3 separate regions of the Sus scrofa genome follow, and all the other regions are linked to region 1. The links are chromatin contacts, called in public HiChIP or PLAC-seq and promoter capture Hi-C maps. All regions are on one chromosome and are shown on one strand. The core of a region is the stretch at or near the end of the contact, and the rest is flanking DNA. Distances in the headings are between cores, read along the strand shown. Region 1 holds the start of BAD (bcl2-associated agonist of cell death). Region 2 overlaps STIP1 (stress-induced-phosphoprotein 1). Region 3 holds the start of FERMT3 (fermitin family homolog 3).

Region 1 (2,748 bases), core at 127-2,626:
CCTCGATGTGCCCCTGGCGGCTGGGACAGCATGTAGCACACACTAAGCACCTGATACAGAGGGTGAGAAGGGACAGCTATGTAGGTGGTGGAAAGCTGTTCCAAGCAGAAAAACAGCAACTGCAAAGATCAGGAAGTTAAAGAAAGCCGGAGGAGTTCAGCCCCAGACAGCAGGCTGGGGCGGGGGCCTTAATAAGCCGTCCTGCTCCTGAAAAGGAGGAGGGCATGGTTTCAGCCTCAGCAGGCGAGGGACCCGCGCTTTGTTTTCGGAAGATCTCTGTGGTTGCTCCAGGTGCCAAGCCTTGGGCAAGGCACCGGGGAGGTGGGGACTACTGAGCAGTGGCCACTGCTGCCCTCCAGTGCTCATCCTTCCATCTCAGCGCTGGATCCTCTTCCTAGGGGGACCAGGACAGCCTAGGCCTCCCCAGTCCCACACAGACCTGCTGCCGGTAGGGCTGTCTGCTTCTTGGGGGTCACCCGGCCCTGGTAACTGAACATACCTGGGGGCTAGAAGTCCCAATCCAGGGGAAAGTGATAGCCTGGGGCAGGGCACTGTGGAGTCTCCTGGCCCAGCTATACCACAAGAAATGTGTGTGGCCTTAGGCAAGTCACTTCCCCTTTTGGGCTGCCTCTCAGGGATTCTGTCCTGGTCCTACACTAATAGTTACATACTTTGACCACTTACTAAGCATCAGCTCTATAATTAAGTGTCTCTTAGGTATTCCTGGTAATCCTGCCAACAACAGTAGTGACTAATTACTCCGATTTACAGAAGAGGAAACTAAGGTGCAGAGAGGTTAGGGACCCCCTCAAAGCCACCCAGTGAGGGGGGACGTGGCTGGGGTGCAGGGAGCTCCCAAGCCAGAGGCAAGGTGGACAGGCAGGTGGTTGTTGGGATGGGGGTGCCTACCTCCATGGTGGCTGCTGCTGGCCGGCTGCCCCTGCTGGTGACCAGCTTCCCCCAGGTGGCCTGGGGCCGTGCGCCAGGGCTTGCTGGGGCCTGGGGGTCTGTCCCTGTGGGGCTGGGGCCCAGGCCCCTGTCTGCAGGGCTGGAGTCTTCCTGCTCACTCTGCTCAAACTCTGGGATCTGGAACATGCTCTGGGCTGTAAGGGCAAGACGGCAGGTAGTTAGGACCCAGCTGTGGCAAAGGCTGGCCAGCTGGTTGGGGCACAGGTACCCCTGGCTCCCTCTCCCACCTCCAAGCCCCAGGTCCTCCCTGCCTCCCAGGCCCCCATCCCTCGGTTGAGTCTGGCCTGGTAGGAAGCTCAGCGTATCCACCCAAGATCTAAATCTCTCAGAGCTCTGAGGCTGCAGAGCAGCCCCAGGCCTCTACCCAGGCCTCGGGCCAGACCCGCCCCGTCGTCACGGCACACAGGTCTCACCCCAAGCCCGATCTCAAGGCCCCTAATTGGGGCCTGTCCCCTCCCTCTGGCACTAAAGGAGCCCAGCCCTAGTTGCCTGGGCAACGGCAACTGTCACTGACCCGGCCCAATCAGCTCTCGAAATGTCACTAGCTAGGTCAGCAGGCGGGGCCGCTACGGCTCCGGCCCCGCCCACCGCCTTCCTCCGGGGTCCCTGGTTCAGCTCCGGACTTCCTTATTCCTTGGGTGTGTGTGGAAGCAGATGAGGGATTTTCTGGGATGCCCATTTGGGGACCAGCTCCTACTGACAAGTCCTTCGGCTCCTCTGGGCCTTAGTCCCCACCCTTGTAAAATGCGGATAATGACACCTCCCTCAGGAGCCAGTGATCCTTGTAAACAGAGTGGTGATTACTGTGGGTGAAAACACAAGCCGTAATTGAAGCTCGGCCGTCGGATGCAACGGTTGTTGAGGTGTCACTGCTCCGTCTGAACCGGGTGATCGGCTCGGGAAGTCCCCCTTCCTCCTCCCCGCAGTGGAAAGCTCGCACCGCCCGCGTCAGGGGCGCCACTCCTCGCGCCAGCTCGGGAGCACTCGAGATAAGCGAGGGGGCCTCCACCCTGGCGGGATGACGTCCCCGGCGGAGAAATGGCCGGGGCCCCTGTGAGGGGGGACCATAGGACTGGCGGGGCCTTGCGCCTGGCAAGCGGCTGGCCAGGTGAGCGGGACCGCCGCCGGCCAGGGCGCGGGCGGGCGGGCTCGCGCGGGCTGCGGGGCCCCGGGGCCCCGCGGGTTAAGGCCCGGGGGCGGGTCCCGGAGGCCATCTTGGCTGCGGGCGGAAGTTTCCTTCAGAGCCCGGGTGAAGGGAAGTCGTTACCGCCCCAGGTCGGGCAGCAGGATGTCGATTTGGGGATGGAGAAGCGAAACATGGGAACTGGCGGCCCCCTAACCAGGCAAAGGCCGGTGGCCCGGGGCACGGCCCACCCGGGCGCCGGCCGGATGCGGCGTGGCCCGAGCGTCACGGCCGCCCGCCGCCTCTCGTAACCCCTGGCGCCCGCCGCCCGCGCAGCTCGCGCCAATTCTCGGAACAGCTCCGCGTCGGGTGCGGCGCGGGGCTGCGGAGCAGGGGCCAGACTCCTGAGCAATTTGCGTAGCGGACGGCGCCCGCGCAGGCGCAGGAGGGGGCGGAGCCGCGGGAGCCGGGGAGCCGGAGCCCCGGGTCCCAGCGACCGGAGCCCGCTCCTCCAGCGGCGGCTTGAAGATCCGGCGTCGGCCTCCTTCCGCCCCCTACGGCTGCAGAGTGGACGCAGTGTGGGGTGGTGCGGTGGGCCAGCGTCCGGAATTCCGAGGACTGAAGGCGGAGGCCCTCCCTTTCCGGATTGTTGGAGG
Region 2 (2,748 bases), core at 172-2,671, 99 kb before region 1:
CCACCTGGTTGAGAACCACTGATTTGGTATCATCTCATTCTGACTCCAAGCCCCCATCCTACCCAGCTGTCAAGTTGTATCTCAGGTACAACCAGAAGCCCTTCTCTGTCAGGTGGTCCTGAACTGGCATGGCGTGGGGTGCCCTAAATCTCGGGAGGAGGGTTAATCTGTCCTGGTGGCATCGGTGTCCTCACTGGACTCACCCAGACACAGCAGCTCTTTCATCTCCCACCCCCGCACCTCTCATGGGATATGTCCTGGCATACCAGCTAGGGTCCCCTCTGACCCTCAGGGAGCCAACATTCCTGTCCCCTTCCCAAAGCCAGGAGATGGCGGGGGACCTGCAGAGGGGTCCATGTCCAGCTGACAGAATTTGCTGGTGAACTGAACGTGGTTATGAAAGAGAGTCAAGGATGCCTCCAAAGTGTTCAGCCTGAACCAACCCAAGAATAAGGAGGCCACTGATGAGAGGGAAGTCAGGGGAGAAACAGCTTCAGGAGAGACTACTGGGAGCTTGAACATGTCAGGAAGTTCATCTGCCATCCAGGTGGAGACGTCAAGGAGGCAGCTGGGTAGACAAGTTTGGAACTCAGGAGCGAGCTCCGACCTGAAGCTAGAAATGCGGGAGTCCTCCGCTGTGGGATTTATAGCCCCAAGACTGGCTGAGATCACCCCGGGAGGGCGTGTGGATGGTGAGGCCCTGGACTGGGCTCTGGGGCTCTCTGACGAATAATTATCAGATAATAATTACCATCATTCTGGGGAACTTCCATATCCCCTGGGTTTGGCCCTAAAAAAGATTAAGAAAAAGAAAGAAAAAAAAAAGACCACCATTTTATTCCTTGAAGTATCTGGCAGTTACCGGCTCTTGGTGAGCTCACTGAATTGAGCACAACTCCACGGCACTTTATTCTCCCCTAGGCTTTTCCCACTAGTCAAGACTTGGATTCCATGTGACTGGGTAACTGAAAGTCGGGCAATGAAGACACTCTTGAGGAGTTTCTCAGAACCCAGAGTGGAGCTTCACTCTCCCTTGCAGAAGGAAACTCGAGTTGCCTTAAATTCCCACTCCAATAGTGGAAGTTCTTATGAAAACAAAATTCCACGTTGTACACACCCCAGAATTCTGTACCACACCCCTTCCCCAACCCCCACTCCTCCCTCCTGTGCTGAGTTTCATGAGCTCCAGCTGTTTCTTTTTTCCTGCTGTTGGGAGAACTTTAAAACTGGGGATTTGCTCTGCAGAGAATGTGGCTGCACTGGGTGACCCCTTCAGGTCAACTATTTGCTGCTGGATCTCTGGCTGCAGAGTTGACTCCAAACGCAGCGCTTGCCATTTTGCTCCCACCTTGAGAGCAGTAGCACGGAAATAGCAGCATGAGTCACTCTGGAAGCGACACACATCGCATGGGCCTGGACGCCCGCTGGGGAGCAGCTTCTGCTTGAGTTCCAGGGATCTGGGGAGGGGACACCGGCCAGCTGGCCTACATCACTGCCTCCCTCAGGAGGGCTCCAAGTACCAGTGGGGATTTGGAGAAGCCTGAGTTGATGAAAATGCTAAGAGCTAACATTTCTGAATGTTCAGAAGAGGCTTTACCATGACACCAAATAAGCTTAAGCCTCGGGGTCCCTCATTTGCACCCTTTCTAAAGCTCCATACTTTTTTTTTTTTAATTTCCCTGTTTCTTTTCTCAAACTTTTGTTGCAGGTCTGACAAGCCTTCAGCGTGGGCCGTTTTAACCCTCACAGTAACCTTGGGCCGTCATCGGCACTTCATCCTCTTCACTCACAGACAAGGACACTAGAGCATAAAAAATTCTTTGGGTTCCTTGGAAATTCCAAACTTGTTTCAGCCTCAGGGCCTTTGCATTTTCTGCTGCCCTGTCTGGAACGCTGTCTCTGATAGGCTTCTCATAATTCCAAGTCTAAGGGGCCTTCACTGACCACCCACCTCAGGTGCTCCTTCCCCGCCTCCCTGTTAACTCTTTTTTTGCTTTTTATGGCCACACCCGCAGCATATGGAAGGTCCCAGGCTAGGGGTCGAACTGCAGCTGCAGCTGCCAGCCTATGCCACAGCAACTCTGGATCTGAGGTGTGCCTGCGACCTATACCACAGCTCATAGCACCCTGGATCCTTAACCCACTGAGCGAGGCCAGGGATTGAACCCCCATGCTCATGGATACTAGTATGTAACCCACTGAGCCACAATGGGAACTCTTTCCTCTTAGCTCTTCATCCTGTGTTTTTTGTTTTCTTCATAGTGCTATGAATTACCTTCATTTGTGTTTTTTTTCTTGTTAGGGCCCCACCTGTGGCATATGGAAGGTCCCAGGGTAGGGGTTGAATCAGAGCTGCAGCTGAGGCCTAGGATACAGCCACAGCAATGTGAGATCCTTAACACTGAGCAAGGCCAGAGATCGAACCCAAATCCTCATGGATGCTAGTTGGGTTCTTAATCTCTTGAGCAACAAGAGGAATTCCATGTGCATTTATTTTTATTTAACAAATGCATATAGTATTTAGTCTGTTGTCAAACACTCTTCTCAGTATGTTATAAATATCAAATCATTCAATCCTCACAACTACTCTAATATTGAAGGTTTCTTGGGGATTCCTGATGTGGCTCAGTGGTAATGAACCCGACTAGTATCCACAAAGACACAGGTTGGATCCCTGGCCTCTCAGTGGGTTAAGGATCTGGCGTTGCCATGAGCTGTACTGTAAGTCAAAGATGTGGCTTGGATCTG
Region 3 (2,748 bases), core at 149-2,648, 79 kb before region 1:
CACAGCCTAGTGAGGTGGCCGCTAGGTGGTGCTGTTGCTCAGTGAACCATTGGAGGGAAATCGGAGGCTCCAGCCCAGAGAGGCCCAGCTCCTGAGGTTCAGATGAACTTCCAGTTCTCCACATTCTAATCTCAAATCCACAAACCAGTTAGACCCAAAGGATGCTGGATCTCACCCGTGAAACAAAACCAATTTCCATTGCAAGAGATGCTTCAGACCTCCCTTTTGGAGAGCTGAAGTCTGTCAGCTGCTGCTTGTTAAGTTTTACTTCTTAACTCCCTGCCCTGGACTGAGCCTGAGCACTTTATCATGGTTGCAACAAACTTTCTAAAACCTTGGCCTGGGGTTTCTTCTGGGGCTGGAATAAAACTTCCTCATTTGCTCCATGAGTGCAGCTTGTTGGTTAGGAAGCAGCTGAGGCCAGCAGCTGGCTGCACTTCCTGCAGCCTTGACTTTGCATAAACTGGCCCCTTGGGAATCCCCAGCAGGCCGCCTCACTCATTTGGGTGGCATAGTTCAAAAGCCACCTCCACAGGGATTCCTCTACCTTTGTTGCTACTGTCTCTTCAGGCTCTGTTCCATCCCCAAACTGATCATCTAGAAAGTTGGATTTCTGCTTGGGGAGTTCCCATTGTGGCACAGCGAAAACGAATCTGACTAGGAACCATGAGGTTGTGGGTTTGATCCCTGGCCTTGCTCAGTGGGTTAAGGATCCGGTCTTGCCATGAGCTGTGGTGTAGGTCGCAGACTCGTCCCGGATCTGGCATTGCTGTGGCCATGGCATAGGCTGGCAGTTGTAGCTCCAATTCAACCCCTAGCCTGGGAACCTCCATGTGCTGAGGTTGAGGCCCTAAAAGGACAAAAAACAAAGAATTTCTGCTTGGGAGCTGCTGGTGAATATAAGGCCTTGCTCCCAAAGCTCAGGTACCCGTGTGGGTGATAGGCAGGAAGATGATGGGCTGCCAGGAGTCTCCAAGTCCCGTGTGTGTATGGACTTAACAGGAGTGAGCCTCGTGGGCCCTGGCCTAGGGAAGCACGAGCAGGTGGTGCCACAGTGGCGGAAACAAGTCTGGAGCCTTAAGACCTGAAGGTGCGGGGCAGGCAGGTTGGGAGACATCAGGGCTAATTTCTGTTCAGCCACTCCCGTGGGCAGCTCTCTGGCTGACAGGTTTGGAGGTAGAAGTCCCTGCTTGGGCAGAAAAGACAAAGCGGGTATTTCCCTCGGGGTTGGGGGGCTTTCACGGATCTGCTTTGTGGTGATAAAGGGCCTCCTAGGCTTGAGCTGACTTGACCTGCCAAGTTCCCAAGCAACCCGGATCCCACCCACAGCTCCCCCTCTTGGCAGCAGAGTGATGCGTACAGCCCAGAGACCCCCCCACCTCATGACAGGTTGGAGATGAGAGATGGCTTTCTCTAGGGGAACATGATTTGGTAACTTCTCTGATTTGAATTGAGCTTTCCTCCAAAGGAAGGGACTCTTGGCGTGGTCTTGGGTCCCCAAGCCCCACTTGCTTCCTGTGCTCACTGGGAGCAAAGGCAGGGCCCCAGTGGAACCCTCACCGCCACCGCCACCTCCACCTCCCTACTGGCAGTTGCTTCCTGCACCCAGCTCCAGCCCGCCCTGGGGAGGGGCTGAGCCCGCCCTGTTCATGATAAGACGCAAGGGCTGCCCTCTGAAGAAAGCTCCAGAGAGAAAGCGGAGGGGAAAGAAGCGAGCAGTGGCCTGCAGGTGTGCGGGCTGAGGCCAGGAGTGGCTCACACCCTGACCCCCCACCAGCAACCCCACCCCCTTGCAGACAAGGTAAGTGGGTGGGAGGCCGGAGGCCCAAAGACCCTTGTCTTCCCCGGCCTCCCGGTGCCCCTCTGCCCAGCGTGCCTCTCTCCATGTGGCAGCCTGGACTTCCCACTGCCCTAGAGAGGCTCCGGCTGGTTTGGGGTGATGGAGCTGAGCTTTGGGCCTGATCCGGACTATTTTCTGACCTGGGTTTACAACCATTTCCAGGGTGGGCAGCTGCCAGTGTGGGCTTGGGGCCGGGCTACGGGCATGGAGCTGAGTCATCTTGAGGGAGCCCCTTCCTCTCTTACCCGCCCTCATCTTCCGTCTGGTACGAAGGGAGAGGGCTGGGTGACGTGGTCGCCGAGGGTCCCTCCAGCTCAACCATCTCCGCTCTGCCTGGAACGACTCGGCCCGTGTCTTGCTGCCGTTGGGGCGTTCTGGCCCGAGGGCTCACTCTCTCCCTCCCGCTTGCCCCGGGGAACCACGGGCGACCTGCCAGGCCCCGGTTGCCCACCCAGCGTCCTGCCCACCCTCCCGCAGAGCCACCGCAGCCATGGCGGGCATGCAGACAGCCACGGGGGACTACATCGACTCGTCCTGGGAGCTGCGGGTGTTCGTCGGAGAAGAGGACCCCGAGGCCGAGTCGGTCACCCTCCGGGTCACAGGGGAGTCGCACATCGGTGGGGTGCTCCTGAAGATTGTGGAGGAGATCAGTGAGTGCCCACGGGTCCCCTGGCACTTCCGGGCCGGCCCTGCTGCGCAGCTCTCGATAACAGAGTCGCAGTGACTCAGGCAGCAGCTTAATCATTTGGTTCCAAAAAAGATATTTCCCCAACTTAACTTCCGCTCCCTCCCGCTGTCTTTCCTTCCTCCCCTCCAACTGGCTTTGCTAAGACCCCAAGGGGCAGCCCCAGTCCCCCGTTCACCCACTTCTGGGCAGGAGAGGCCTGGCCTTGGGGGTCATTCTGGGG

Evidence for each region. Promoter capture Hi-C pulls out the DNA fragments that hold promoters and counts their contacts. HiChIP or PLAC-seq counts read pairs in DNA pulled down with a chosen protein or histone mark.
Region 2: a contact with region 1 is called in an H3K27ac HiChIP or PLAC-seq map of skeletal muscle. The contact joins the enhancer-like site here to the promoter of BAD in region 1. A contact is called at or near these places in 2 of 5 promoter capture datasets (fetal liver and fetal skeletal muscle), 4 of 47 Hi-C or Micro-C datasets (blood, liver, retroperitoneal adipose tissue and 1 more) and 2 of 2 datasets of contacts at active chromatin or transcription factors (alveolar macrophages and skeletal muscle).
Region 3: a promoter capture Hi-C map of fetal liver shows a contact between it and region 1, with 4 times the contacts expected there. The contact joins the promoter of FERMT3 here to the promoter of BAD in region 1. A contact is called at or near these places in 2 of 5 promoter capture datasets (fetal liver and fetal skeletal muscle), 7 of 47 Hi-C or Micro-C datasets (blood, embryonic fibroblasts, fetal liver and 3 more) and 2 of 2 datasets of contacts at active chromatin or transcription factors (alveolar macrophages and skeletal muscle).

Annotation. Positions count from the first base shown.
Region 1 is chr2:7,829,820-7,832,567 of Sscrofa11.1, reverse strand. It overlaps BAD (bcl2-associated agonist of cell death), which reads right to left and starts at 1,376. Exons shown (of 5, transcript XM_021082883.1): 1 at 1,197-1,376; 2 at 1,011-1,103; 3 at 910-1,008. The coding sequence starts at 1,095. GPR137 (integral membrane protein GPR137) reads left to right here and starts at 1,558. Exons shown (of 8, transcript XM_003122592.6): 1 at 1,558-2,077.
Region 2 is chr2:7,928,419-7,931,166 of Sscrofa11.1, reverse strand. The region is part of intron 1 of STIP1 (stress-induced-phosphoprotein 1); the gene reads left to right. Among named protein-coding and RNA genes, the nearest start is that of STIP1, 9.2 kb to the left of the region's middle. Within about 2 kb of position 1,421, at least 17 of the 83 cell types and tissues checked have an H3K27ac peak or open chromatin away from gene starts, as enhancers often do. A contact at or near this core is called in fetal skeletal muscle and skeletal muscle, where this site is marked.
Region 3 is chr2:7,908,542-7,911,289 of Sscrofa11.1, reverse strand. FERMT3 (fermitin family homolog 3) reads left to right here and starts at 1,398. Exons shown (of 15, transcript XM_003122594.4): 1 at 1,398-1,801; 2 at 2,318-2,490. The coding sequence starts at 2,331.